Linked DNA regions of Mus musculus: regions 2 and 3 are each linked to region 1. A link is a contact called in public HiChIP or PLAC-seq data. All regions are on one chromosome and are shown on one strand. The core of a region is the stretch at or near the end of the contact, and the rest is flanking DNA. Distances in the headings are between cores, read along the strand shown.

Region 1 (3,889 bases), core at 614-3,113:
CTAAATTTCAGGAATGAAAAGATAAATACTTTTTATATGTCAAAAATAAAAGATAATTTCTAATTGGAGACATTAAATACACAGAATGAGTTCAATGATTTTACCTCAGAATAGTGAATGGCCTTTTCTTCCATTTCTTTCCATGCTTTTAACATTTTTTCTGAAGCTAAAAGAAGAAAAAAGGTATCTTTAGATATTAGCCTGGCTGTGTCTATCAACATCAAAGAAACATAATGGGTTGAAAGTGTCTTACCCAAATAGGCATCCTATACTCCTAAGCCCCAATACCTTAGAAGGTTACCTCACCGGAAATAGTCAACTTATAAAGTTAATCACCTATGTATGTACGCATACTGGACTAAGCTAGGCCTTCCCACAGTGTGACTCTTTTCCAGAGTCCTTAAGAGAACAGTCTTGGGGAGGCGGGGTACACAGAAACACAAAGGAGAATGGTGATGACAAGTCAAGCGGGAAGCCGAAGGAAGGACAGTCAGCATGGCTGGTCGTCCGGAGAGCTAGCAAATCATCTGTTTTTGCAAATTTCCAGAATCAAGGCATAGCTAGCACCTTGATTTTTAGATTTTAGCCATGAAATTCTGAGCTTTTACATCTATACTGTTTTAAGCCACAGAGCTGTTATGGAAGTTACAGGAGAATAATATATATTTTTCCCCTCCAAAAAACTTATCTTAAAGTAATACATAAACAGGTTTCAGAAAGCTAATTGTTGGCTAGGAATGTTGCTTGGTAGTAGAGGAGTTGCCTAGTGTACACAAGGCTTTGAGTTTGGCTGCACGTGTTTTCATGCCAGATTGGGATGCAGAAGCAGACAGGTCTCTGGGAGATCAAGGCCAGCCTGGTCTATGTAGTCAATTCCAGGCCACCCAAAACAACATAAATAAAGATCTTGTATCAAAAACAACACAAGGGACTAGGTTCAATTCCCAGTACTGTAAAATACATAAAAAGTATAAAAAGAAAGGCCTGTCCCTTTACTCAAGTGTTCTCACTAAAGTGACTGTTACAAGATACAGTCTCTATTCTCTCACAAGACAACCTAATCTATGCATGCTTTCCTCACAATTGAATTATCACTGTGGTGGTTTCCTGAGAATGGCCCCCACAGGCTCATATACTTGAATATTTGGTTCCCGGGTGGTAAACTGTTTAGAAATAATTAGGAGGTTCGGCCTTGTTGGAAAATTTGTCAGTGGAAGTGGGCTTTGAGTTTCAGAAACCCATGCTAGGCCCAGTCTGCTCTCTCTGCCTCCTGCCTGTGGATCAGATGTAAGCACTCAGCTTACAGCTGGAGCCATGCCTGCCTGCCTGCCAGTCACCATGCTGGTCAAGGGCTCACCCTGTGTAAACAACCCCCGACTAAATGCTTTCTTTTATAAGTTCCTTGTTCACTACAAGAGAAAAGTAACAAGAGAGTCACTGTCAAATATTCTACTGATATGTTAGTGTCAGCACAACTAGATCTATTTCACTATGTTAACTAGTACTTCACTAGTCGTACAGTATGCCTATGACAAGTCAAAGATGCTTAATGAAATAATTATGTTTTGTCATTCACAAGAATGCCTATAATATGCAAACAAAGAAATAGCACTGGAAGATAAACATATTCACTAACTAGACACTTCTGATCACTAACTGGACACTAACTGGACATTCTGAGATATCCATAACTTTGTCAAATACAAATATAAACAGAACCTACTTCCTTAAAAAAGAGATGTTTCATGAAATCAGAAAACTCAGTTTATTTGAATTTTAACTCTTTATAAATCCGTAACACATCTGAGGGAAGCTAAGGTTGTACTGTGTGGAGGAAACAGCAGCCTGAACCCCACAGCAGATGGTCAGAAAAAACCAGGACCTTGGAAATCGTATGTATGTATGTATGTATGTATGTATGTATGTATGTATGTATGTATATTTTAAACAGAAAACCAGATTAATTTAAGATTCCCCTGGCTGTGTTAGTCCATTTGGGCTGCTACACTGCTAGAACAAAACTAGAAAACAAAGGCAAATGTACTCTAGGTGGCAAATATCCATGGAAATTCATTTCTGAGTGTTGGAAAGTAAGAAGATTTGGCTCCTAGATGGCTGCCTTTTGTGTCCTCTCCTGGCAGGAAGGGCGCAGGAATCTCAGTCTTTTGTTAAAGGAAACAATTCATCCATGAAGGTCCCTTTGTGACTTAATCATTTCCCAGAGTTCCTACCATTATCTCAAGGCTCTTGGTTTCAGTACCCGATTGGGGGAAGCACACATTGCAGTACAGTGTCTGCTAAGAAGTCATCCCAGTACAGACTCGGTGTGCCTTCCTAAAATAAGACTTAAATTTCATAGTCTTAAGTCTCTTATTCATCTTCTCTAGAGTTAAGTCATTCTATTACAATTATGAAATAAGTTGCTCAATTAAGGAATGAAATGAGCTAACCCTCAAAACAAAAACAGTTTGATGACTTAAGTTATCCTGTGTGTTGTTCTGTTGTGAAGTTAAATAACTGGCTATGTGTCAACAAAGAGCAGATGGTTTTGAGAGACTGGACATCCTTACAAATACGTTACAGCCCGACACTTACATATCCCATAAGTCATCTGCTCACTATATCTCTCCAAGTCAAGCTGAATGCTTTTTCGAAAAAACTCCAATTTAGCTTTGAGTTGCTGTGATGCTGAGATCAAAGTATTCTTCATTTTTGTCAAGTTAGCATTATATCTAAGAAGACTTAACCTAAGCCATAGCAAAACAAAACAAAATTATCAACATTCAGAAACATTGAATAACAATTTGCAAACACACAGTATCCAAACTCCAGAACCTAAATTTCTATTATCAATTCAGAGAACTAGCTGGCCTATTTCCTGCCTGTGGAGTCTGTGATTAAACAACCTTCTTTAACTAAGATCACTCAGCAACTACTACTTCCAAGTCATTACAGCTGAGTGATTTTACACTATTAATACGAAATCTAAGTCTGGCCGGGAATGGTGGTGCACGCCTTTAATCCCAGCACTTGGGAGGCAGAGGGAGGCAAATTTCTGAGTTCGAGGCCAGCCTGGTCTACAGAGTGAGTTCCAGGACAGCCAGGGATACACAGAAAAACCCTGTCTCGAAAAAACAAAAAAAAAACAAACAAAAAAAAAAAAAAAAAAGAAAGAAAGAAATCTAAGTCTGGTTAGGATTATTATCAGGGTGACAGCTCAGTGGGTAGAGTGCTTGCCTTGCACGCATGATTATCTCAGCTTAGTACATGACAGAGTGTGCTTGTACCCCCAGTACTAAGAGGCTTGGGAGGGACACAGATCCTACGAGCTCACTGGCTAGTCAGTCTAACTCAGTGAGCTCCAGGTTTAGTAATAGATCCTGCCTCAAAACTTAGGTGAGAAAACACTAAGGAAAGATACCCAACATCAACCTCTGGCTTCCACATGCACACCCATTCACATGTACATAAACACATGGTTTTTTAAAAAAAATTTAATGCTCAATATTTTAGTTTGTACACAGTCCTGCTAGTGAAACCTGGCAAGAATAATTCTTGAGTACATGATACACATGGCATTACGCTTCAAAACAATCCACTTACATTGCTGCTCTTTGTCCCTGGAAGAGCCTGCTGTAGTCTTCCTTTAGCCCAGATACGTAGTGCACTGCTTCAGCCCATACTTTCCGCAGCTGTATAATTGGCAGTTGTATTTTGCTGTCTTGTACTGTAAGTAAGATGGTGTTAAGGGAGGTAAGCTACATTATATTTCATTCTTTGTGAGTTCCTTTCCAAATATTAACCCCATAGATGCTAAAAAGAATTTACTACCTGACTAGCTGTAAGGGCTGTATGCCTGACATGACTGCTTCTCTCAAGGAACTGGAGA
Region 2 (3,770 bases), core at 254-2,753, 200 kb before region 1:
GGAGAGACAGAAGGGGTACACACTGCTCTTCCCAGGACTTGAGTTCAGTTCCCAGCACTCACTTTTGCTAGCTCGCCGGTCCTTATAACTCCAGCTCCAAGGGATGAGAGAGACTCTTTTTGGATTCTGCTGGTACTGTGGTCACATGCACAAACCCACACACATATGCATATGGCTTAAAAAAAATACAAATAAAATCTTTTTTAAAATTCTAATAGAATTTTTGTATCAGGCAATAAAACTGTTTTTCTTCCTTTTTATTATTTTGGTTTTTGTTTGTTTGTTTGCTTGTTTGCTTGTGTAGCCTAGGCTGGCCGTGAACTTACTAGGTTGCTAAGACTGGCTTTTAACTCCTGATCCTTTGGCCTTTACCTTCCAAGTGCAGGGATTACAGACATGTAGCACTGTGCACAGCGAAAGAAAACCTTAGGGGGAGATTGCACTGGCCTGGAACTCAGCATTCTTCCTGCTTTTGTCTAAGTACTGACATTACAGGCACGTGCCAGTGTTAATCGATCTTTTTTTCTGGGGGTCACACCTGGCTTCTTCTGTCCCACTTGGTGAACCCACACTTTGGTTTATATTTGGTGACTTGCTTTCTGATCTTATAGCAGGATGTGTCACTTTTAACAGTCTACCCCGTGGTGGGGCTATCCAGGTAGTGTGAGCTTAGAGCGGCTAGTCACATCACACCCACCATCAGGAAACTGGAGAGATGAGATGAATACCGCTTACATTGTAACATGGTCTTGAGCCCATGGGAGCGAGGGGTGGAAAGTTATGGCTGAGAAGGGATGTGCATAGGCTAGAAATGTCCCCGTGAGTAAAAGCATCTAACTTACAAGCCAGAATCCTCACTTTGATCCCTTGCCTCTGCAAAGAGGTGGCGGGCATGAGCCAACCCCACAAAGTTGTTCTCTGACCTCCACATGCCACCCTAATAATAAATTTAAGAATTATATAGACTATTAACCTTTAAAAGGGAGTGGTGTGTGTAGGTGTTGAATTGGCAAGGGGTGGGGCTGTGGCCGTTAGTGTTAATCATCAGCTCGACAGAGTATACTGTCTTTGGGACAACAGGACTCTGGCATCTTAATCTTATTGATTGGTGTAGGAGACCCATCTTCACTGAGGGTAGGACCATTCCCTGGGCTGGGAACTCAGCACTGTATAACACTGAGAAGATCTGATAATCACTAAGGCACGTGCTGCACTGTTCCCCTTCTGACCGTGGACACAATGTGACCATTTCCTGGGGGAGGGGCGCAACTGTGGATACAATTCAACCACACACTTCAAGCTCCTGCTGCCTCGGTTTCCCTATGTTGACAGTCCAGTACCTTGAACTGTCAGCTAGAATAACCCTTTCCTTTTTAAAGTTGCTTTTGTTAGAGTATTTTATCCCCGTAACAGGAAAAGAAGCGCACACTCCCTGTAACAAGCCCCATGCCTCTGCTGTCCTGTGCCCCACCCGCAACCAAACTGAATCTCTGCTCAGCGCACGCCCTTCCTGCAGGTTGTGTGCTCTGCATGTGTGCTCTACCCCCTGTCTCTAGGACTTCCCTCTCTTCTAAGTTTGTTTAAGCAGAATGAATCCAGTCTTCTGGCTTCAGCCCTGGTAATGAAGCAGAAGTGCTGGCCTGAGCGATTGCAAGTGCCTTCTGATCGAGGCTGTCTGAGCTGCCTTGCTGTGTGTGCTTCCTCCTTTCACATTAGTTAGGTAGTTTGGATTTGAGTACACACACACACACACACACACACACACACACACACATACATACATAAAACATGCTTTTTGACAATCCTAGATGTATTTTTAAATTTTACCATTAACTCTTATTTTAGTTAGATGTAGTGGATCACCCCTGTAGCCCCAGCACTCGGGGGCTAGAGGGAGGCTGAGGCAGAAAGATTGCTGTGAGTTTAATGTGAGTCTAGACTATATAATAAGTTCTAGGGCCAACCTGGCTTGAGAGAGACCAACTCAATACAACAGTAAAGAAGCGACAACAAAAGCCAGGCATAGTGGCATGGACTTAATCCTAGTACTCGGAAGGCAGAGGCAGGAAGAGGAGGAGCCAGCCTGGGCTACATGCTAAGTTCCAAGCCAGCCAGGGCTACATAGACCCTGTCTCAAAACAAGCAAATAAACAGAAAGCAACAAACAAAAAGGGGGGGGGGAGCGCGCTGCTTTTATTTTTCAGAAGTGCTGGCTGCAGCTCACTAAATACACTCAATACACTTTAAGACCCAATCACAAGTGCTGGAGAGCGGCTCAGCAGTTAAGACAACTCGTTGCTCTTGCAGAGGACCTGGGTTTGATTCTTAACGCCCACATGGTGGCTCCCAGCCACCTGTGATCTCCCAGTCCAGGAGATCTGACATCTTCTGACATTGGTCACAGACATACATGCAGGCAAAACACTCATACATATAAAGAAATAAGATAACCCAATTGTGAGAGTTACCCATTACTTATTAGAAACATTAGATCTGTTGGCATGAAGGGTCCTTCTAGAATTAATATAAAAAGTCCCAGTCATGGCTCTCTCTCAACCTGGAGCCTTAGCCTCGGCCCCCACACAGTCCTGCTTTCAGATTCGTCTCTGTAAGAAACGCTTCCTCTCCGGACCCTCAGGTCACTTACATCAACACAGGTAACGTGGAATTTGAGACCCAGGATTTGACACACCAGGCCCTTTTCTGTCATAGCCAATTACGTTCTTAGCCAGCATAAAACCTTAAAGATAACCAACCGGGGACCTTCCTAATTAACAGCTGATAACTAACTAACAGCTCCAGACATGGCATTAAAACCATAATTATATGTAGGCATTACGAAACAATCAAAAGCAGCAGAAACTGAAGAGGACGTGACTCAAAACAAGAAAATGCAACTCGGCCACATTTGTATTTACACATTTGCTTCCTGAGACAGTTGCCAGCCTTTGACAAGTAAGGGAATAAATTAACAGAAGACAGCCAACAAGTAGCCTGGACCAGAAGCCAAAGTTCCAGTTGTAAGCCAGAAAAGGGCTAGGTATAAGGGAGGACTCGCCACTGAGGGGAAGACCCCAACACCTATGGAGAAATCCCCTCAAATCCTACGCACGCCAGTGAAGACAGCCTGCCTCCCTGTGAGGAGCTTCACCCTCCTCCGTTTTCATAGAAACCTAACACTTCAAGAGAGAAGGCCTCCTAAATTCAGGGACCACACCTTAGGGCCAAGGTCCAAAACTAAAACAGACTGGACCCAACCGCCCCAAGACAGAGGTGCACAGAGAAGGAACCCGCCAGGCCTCCGGTGAGAGGAGGGGAGAGAGAGAGCAGGGGAAAGGCCTGGCCTCTGGCTTGCAAGGGGCTGGGTACAGCTACAAAGTAACTACTTCTCTGCTGGATGGATGGGAGGGATGGGACCTGGAAGGGAGAAACTGATGGAATGTTTCACCCTTAAAGCTGAAGTGTTTGTAAATATCCATCCAACAGGAGCAGTGTCTATAAATCTGTGGCTTGGTGACCATCGCGTGACAGTCTAGTGGGGCGCTCTGTAAGGGGAAGGGGAGTCAGTGGATCACACACATACACACACACACACACACACACATACACGTGTATAAACACTGACTATATGTATTCCAGACATGTGAGCAATATCTTTTAAAAACATTTTTTAAAATGTGTATGCATGTTTTGCTTGTATGTTTATGTGTGCTCCATACATGCCCGGTGCTCACAAAGGCCAAAAGGGGGCGCCTGTTACTCTGGAAATG
Region 3 (3,731 bases), core at 1,216-3,715, 230 kb after region 1:
TCCATTGGCATCTTGGCCATTTTCCACTGAGAACAATGAGTAGTCAGGGTCAGGCCTTGAAAGACTTTGTGAACAAGAACAGCAAACGAGAGAAAACTGGTTGTCAAAGGCATGGCAGGCCCAGAACCACGCCTGGCTGTATTCTTACGATTTCTTTTTTTCTTTTTTCTTTTTCTTTAGAAGTGGAGGGTGAGGGTAAGAATTCTCCTCTGAGACTCTTTGGGTTAGTTATGCCTGTTAACTGAAGCAGCATTTCTTTGGCGTAGAAGCAACTTACACTGTAAAAATAAGGCTCTGTTTACTCTTGCCATGCTTGTAAGATGCCCTGGATTGCGTCCCCAACACTGGAAAAACAAAAACAAAAAACCTAACTAAGTGAATAAATGACATCATAAAAGCATCATTTTAAAGGTCCCAAATCCATGACCATGGCGCATGAATTTATATACTTATACTGTTTAGCCACCGCCATTTATTACTATTATTAGTTATTAATTAATCACCTGGTTTTCAGACAAGGTTTCTCTCAGTATCCTTGGCTGTCCTGGAATTCAGTCCGTTAGACCGGACTCTCTCTCTCTGCATCTCTAGTGCTGCTATAAGAGATGTTTATCACTATACTGGGCCTCATCTTTAGTTTTAAAAAAATGTCATTATCCTCACCCCAAAAGGAAACACTATTCCCATTCGAATGACTCCTCATGACCCTCCCACTGTATCAACAACCAATATGCTGCCTATGAATCGGTTGTTGTTTATGTCGGAGAAATAGCCATACTGTGTGTGTCTGGTAGCCTCCCTGCATGACATTCTGTGTGTCTCTTTGTAACAGGTCCCCCACCGCCCCCCCCCCCCAACCTGGTCCTTAGTTGGCTCCCAAATCTTAACACAACTAACATGGTGAAGTGATAGAAGTACTATTCAGGTCATGGAACCCAGCACATAGGCAGCACCACCCGCCAAAATGAAAACAAAGATCTAATTCATCAAAGGCCATAGCTCTGGGAAGTCTGTAAATGTACTAGCCTTGCTTTTTGGCTTCTGTAGTTCCCCTTCTGGCTAACTGTTCTTGCTAAATGTGTCAAACAAAGACATGTTTTGTATTGTGTGTGTGTGTGTGTGTGTGTGTGTGTGTGTGTGTGCTTAAAAGCTTGCCCTGAGAGAGCTGAAGAGATGGAACAGCAGTTCAGAGCATTGACCGCTTTGCCCAAGGTTCTAAGTTCAATTCCCAGCAACCACATGGTGGCTCACAGTCATCTGTAATGGGATCCGATGCCCTCTTCTGGTGTGTCTGAAGACAGCTACAGTGTACTCATATTAAAAAAAAAAAATACAAAAAAAATGCCATAAGCCGGGCGTAGTGGCGCACGCCTTTAATCCCAGCACTTGGGAGGCAGAGGCAGGCAGATTTCTGAGTTCGAGGCCAGCCTGGTCTACAGAGTGAGTTCCAGGACAGCCAGGGCTACACAGAGAAACCCTGTCTCGAAAAACCAAAAAAATAAATAAATAAATAAATAAAATAATAATAATAATAATAATAATTAAAAACAAACATCTCACCCCGAGAAAGGCTCAAGTCTGTAAGTACCAGCCAGCTAATAGACTTTCTACTGGCTTAAATCTGTGTCTAAGTCATTTCTTTGATTTATCTTCTTTGATCGATTCCTAACATTTTCACACTGGCACAAATCAGTTTTTAACTCCTCATTATGATTAACAGTCCATTGTATTTATGGGGAGCAGTTGAGTTGTCCCCCCCTTTCGGCTTCTATGAATAGTATGCTCTGCACATTTGTGTGTGTATATTCTAGCATTTGCTCTCTGTCGATTTGTGTACACAGGAATGGGATTTCTTCTGTAATAATTCTGTTTAACTTTTTTTTTTTTTGAGTAAACAGTTTTCAACAGCAGTAATGGACAGTGTCACCCACCCTTCACCATAACATTTCTCCTTTTTTTTTTCTTTTTTCTTTCTGCTTTCGGGGAAGGCCAGACCCCATGGAGTAAAGTAGAAGCTCTGCTTCCAGTAGCAAGATTGCTTTAGCCAAAGCCTCAAACCGTGCCTCCAACCTCGCCATTTCCAGGAGCAGGCAGTGTGGCTACCTCCCTGGATCACTAACGCACCTCCCACCCCACTGCGGCCAAACACACATACACAGCCCTGTGACATCATAAATTACTGTCCTGGTGACCGTACATGGAGCCCTACCAAACTCCAACTCAGGTTAAGCTGAGTGCCTGAAATAGAAGCAACATGCAACGCTCTTCCTCCAGTCCTGGCCCTCTGCCAGTGCCTGCCCGGGAGAGGTCCAGCTAGGGTGAGGAAAAGCAAGGGTCAGGCGTGCGGGCCCCTCCCGGGGTTACTCTGGGTTAGCATTGGCCCCAGATTCACTCGCGTTCACCAGGCCCAAAGCGCCTGACCCCTCGCAGCCAATCAGCGGCCTCACCGGGCTCTGCACGCATCGCTCCAATCAGGATGCGCTGCTCCTGAAGCTAGCCGGTGTACCTTGCAGTCACAGATGGAGGCTAGCCCAGTCCCTGACCTCACAACCCCCCCCCCCCCCCCCGCCTCCGCTCCCCGGACCTTGAATGTGGGCTCTGGTCGCCAGCTTTCGCCAAGGAAGGGGGTGGGGGTGTGTGCTGGCAAAGCAGCGCACGTTTTTTTTTGTTTTTTTGTTTTGTTTTTTTCCATCTACGTAGTGCAAACGCTTATGGAGGAGGAGGCAGAGCTAGGACTTAGCAAAACAGACCTCAGATTGGGTCATGGTGTAGAGGAGAGCACTCCGAAAAGCACAGCATTAATGTGATCAGGAACTTTCCAGGCTGATGTCAGCAGGCATGAAGGGGCGTGGAGTGGGCAGTGGGAGGAGAAAATGCAGGGGAGGCGGTGAGAGTCTGGAAATCTCGATATTTAAGAAACTTACTGTGATAGCAGAGGGGACCACAGGGGCTGGAAGCCTTATTCCAGGCTTTGAAAAGACTCCGATGGGGGCATGGGGAAGGAAAAGGAAGGACACATCTGAAAAGTATTTTTGGAGCAGAGTAGACATTCAGATGCTGGAATGGTGAAGTGGATGCAGGGTGGGAGGGGCACCCATGACAGGCTTTTAGCTCGAGTCGCTCTGCAGGGGCAGCCTCTGCACCAACTTAAAATAAGAAGCTTGAAACAAAGCAGGCTTGGACTGGGAGCGGGAAGTTAGTATTTAACACGGGAGTGGGAGTTGTACAAAGTTTGCTGGGATTAAAGGCAGTAATCACCACACATAATCTTAACGTGCCCTTAAATGTGGCTTGCAAGAATTGCATTGAGAATTTTTTTTTTCTGTCTCCATGTTCATCAGGGGAAAAAACGGCTGACAATTTTCTTTTTTAAAAATGTGTGTGCTCTGAACCAGTTTTTATATCAAGGTAATGCAGACTTGGCAGGGTGAACTTGGTAGTGTTCTGTATACCATATGAAACAGTTTAAGGAGCTTGGTTATTACCTCTTCCTTAAAGATTTGATAAAACTCGGCAACGAGTCAGTCTGGTGCTACATTTTGACTTTTGGGGAAACTTTTGGTTACTGTCTCAGTCTTGTTGACTTTTTAAAAAAATGATTTTAGAGCTTTATTATAGAAAGACAGGGGGAAAGAGAGAAGGTAGAAAAGAGAGAGAAGAAAGGCTAGAGAATAAAGAGGGAGAGAGAGGAGAGGAGAAGACAAAAAGAGAGAGGAGTGAGGAGTAAGAGC

What was found. HiChIP or PLAC-seq counts read pairs in DNA pulled down with a chosen protein or histone mark.
Region 2: a contact with region 1 is called in an H3K27ac HiChIP or PLAC-seq map of extraembryonic endoderm stem cells. The contact joins two enhancer-like sites. A contact is called at or near these places in 1 of 15 datasets of contacts at CTCF or cohesin (the NIH/3T3 cell line), 2 of 484 Hi-C or Micro-C datasets (epidermal suprabasal cells and nephron progenitors), 7 of 115 datasets of contacts at active chromatin or transcription factors (the NIH/3T3 cell line, bone marrow-derived macrophages, cardiomyocytes and 4 more) and 3 of 9 other capture datasets (adipose tissue, liver and pancreatic islet).
Region 3: an H3K27ac HiChIP or PLAC-seq map of extraembryonic endoderm stem cells shows a contact between it and region 1. The contact joins two enhancer-like sites. A contact is called at or near these places in 4 of 39 promoter capture datasets (frontonasal cranial neural crest, hippocampal neurons, maxillary cranial neural crest and 1 more), 7 of 484 Hi-C or Micro-C datasets (embryonic stem cells, female germline stem cells, female germline stem cell-derived STRA8 germ cells and 2 more), 1 of 115 datasets of contacts at active chromatin or transcription factors (extraembryonic endoderm stem cells) and 2 of 9 other capture datasets (adipose tissue and liver).

What each region holds. Positions count from the first base shown.
Region 1 is chr19:44,084,313-44,088,201 of GRCm38.p6, forward strand. Chuk (conserved helix-loop-helix ubiquitous kinase) reads right to left here. Exons shown (of 21, transcript NM_007700.2): 12 at 3,604-3,727; 13 at 2,596-2,747; 14 at 105-166. Among named protein-coding and RNA genes, the nearest start is that of Erlin1, 16 kb to the left of the region's middle. Within about 2 kb of position 1,864, at least 12 of the 459 cell types and tissues checked have an H3K27ac peak or open chromatin away from gene starts, as enhancers often do. A contact at or near this core is called in extraembryonic endoderm stem cells, where this site is marked.
Region 2 is chr19:43,883,663-43,887,432 of GRCm38.p6, forward strand. All of the region lies in intron 4 of Dnmbp (dynamin binding protein), which reads right to left. Among named protein-coding and RNA genes, the nearest start is that of Gm24400, 28 kb to the left of the region's middle. Within about 2 kb of position 1,504, at least 86 of the 459 cell types and tissues checked have an H3K27ac peak or open chromatin away from gene starts, as enhancers often do. A contact at or near this core is called in extraembryonic endoderm stem cells, where this site is marked.
Region 3 is chr19:44,312,231-44,315,961 of GRCm38.p6, forward strand. No RefSeq gene overlaps it. Among named protein-coding and RNA genes, the nearest start is that of Mir5114, 11 kb to the left of the region's middle. Within about 2 kb of position 2,466, at least 328 of the 459 cell types and tissues checked have an H3K27ac peak or open chromatin away from gene starts, as enhancers often do. A contact at or near this core is called in extraembryonic endoderm stem cells, where this site is marked.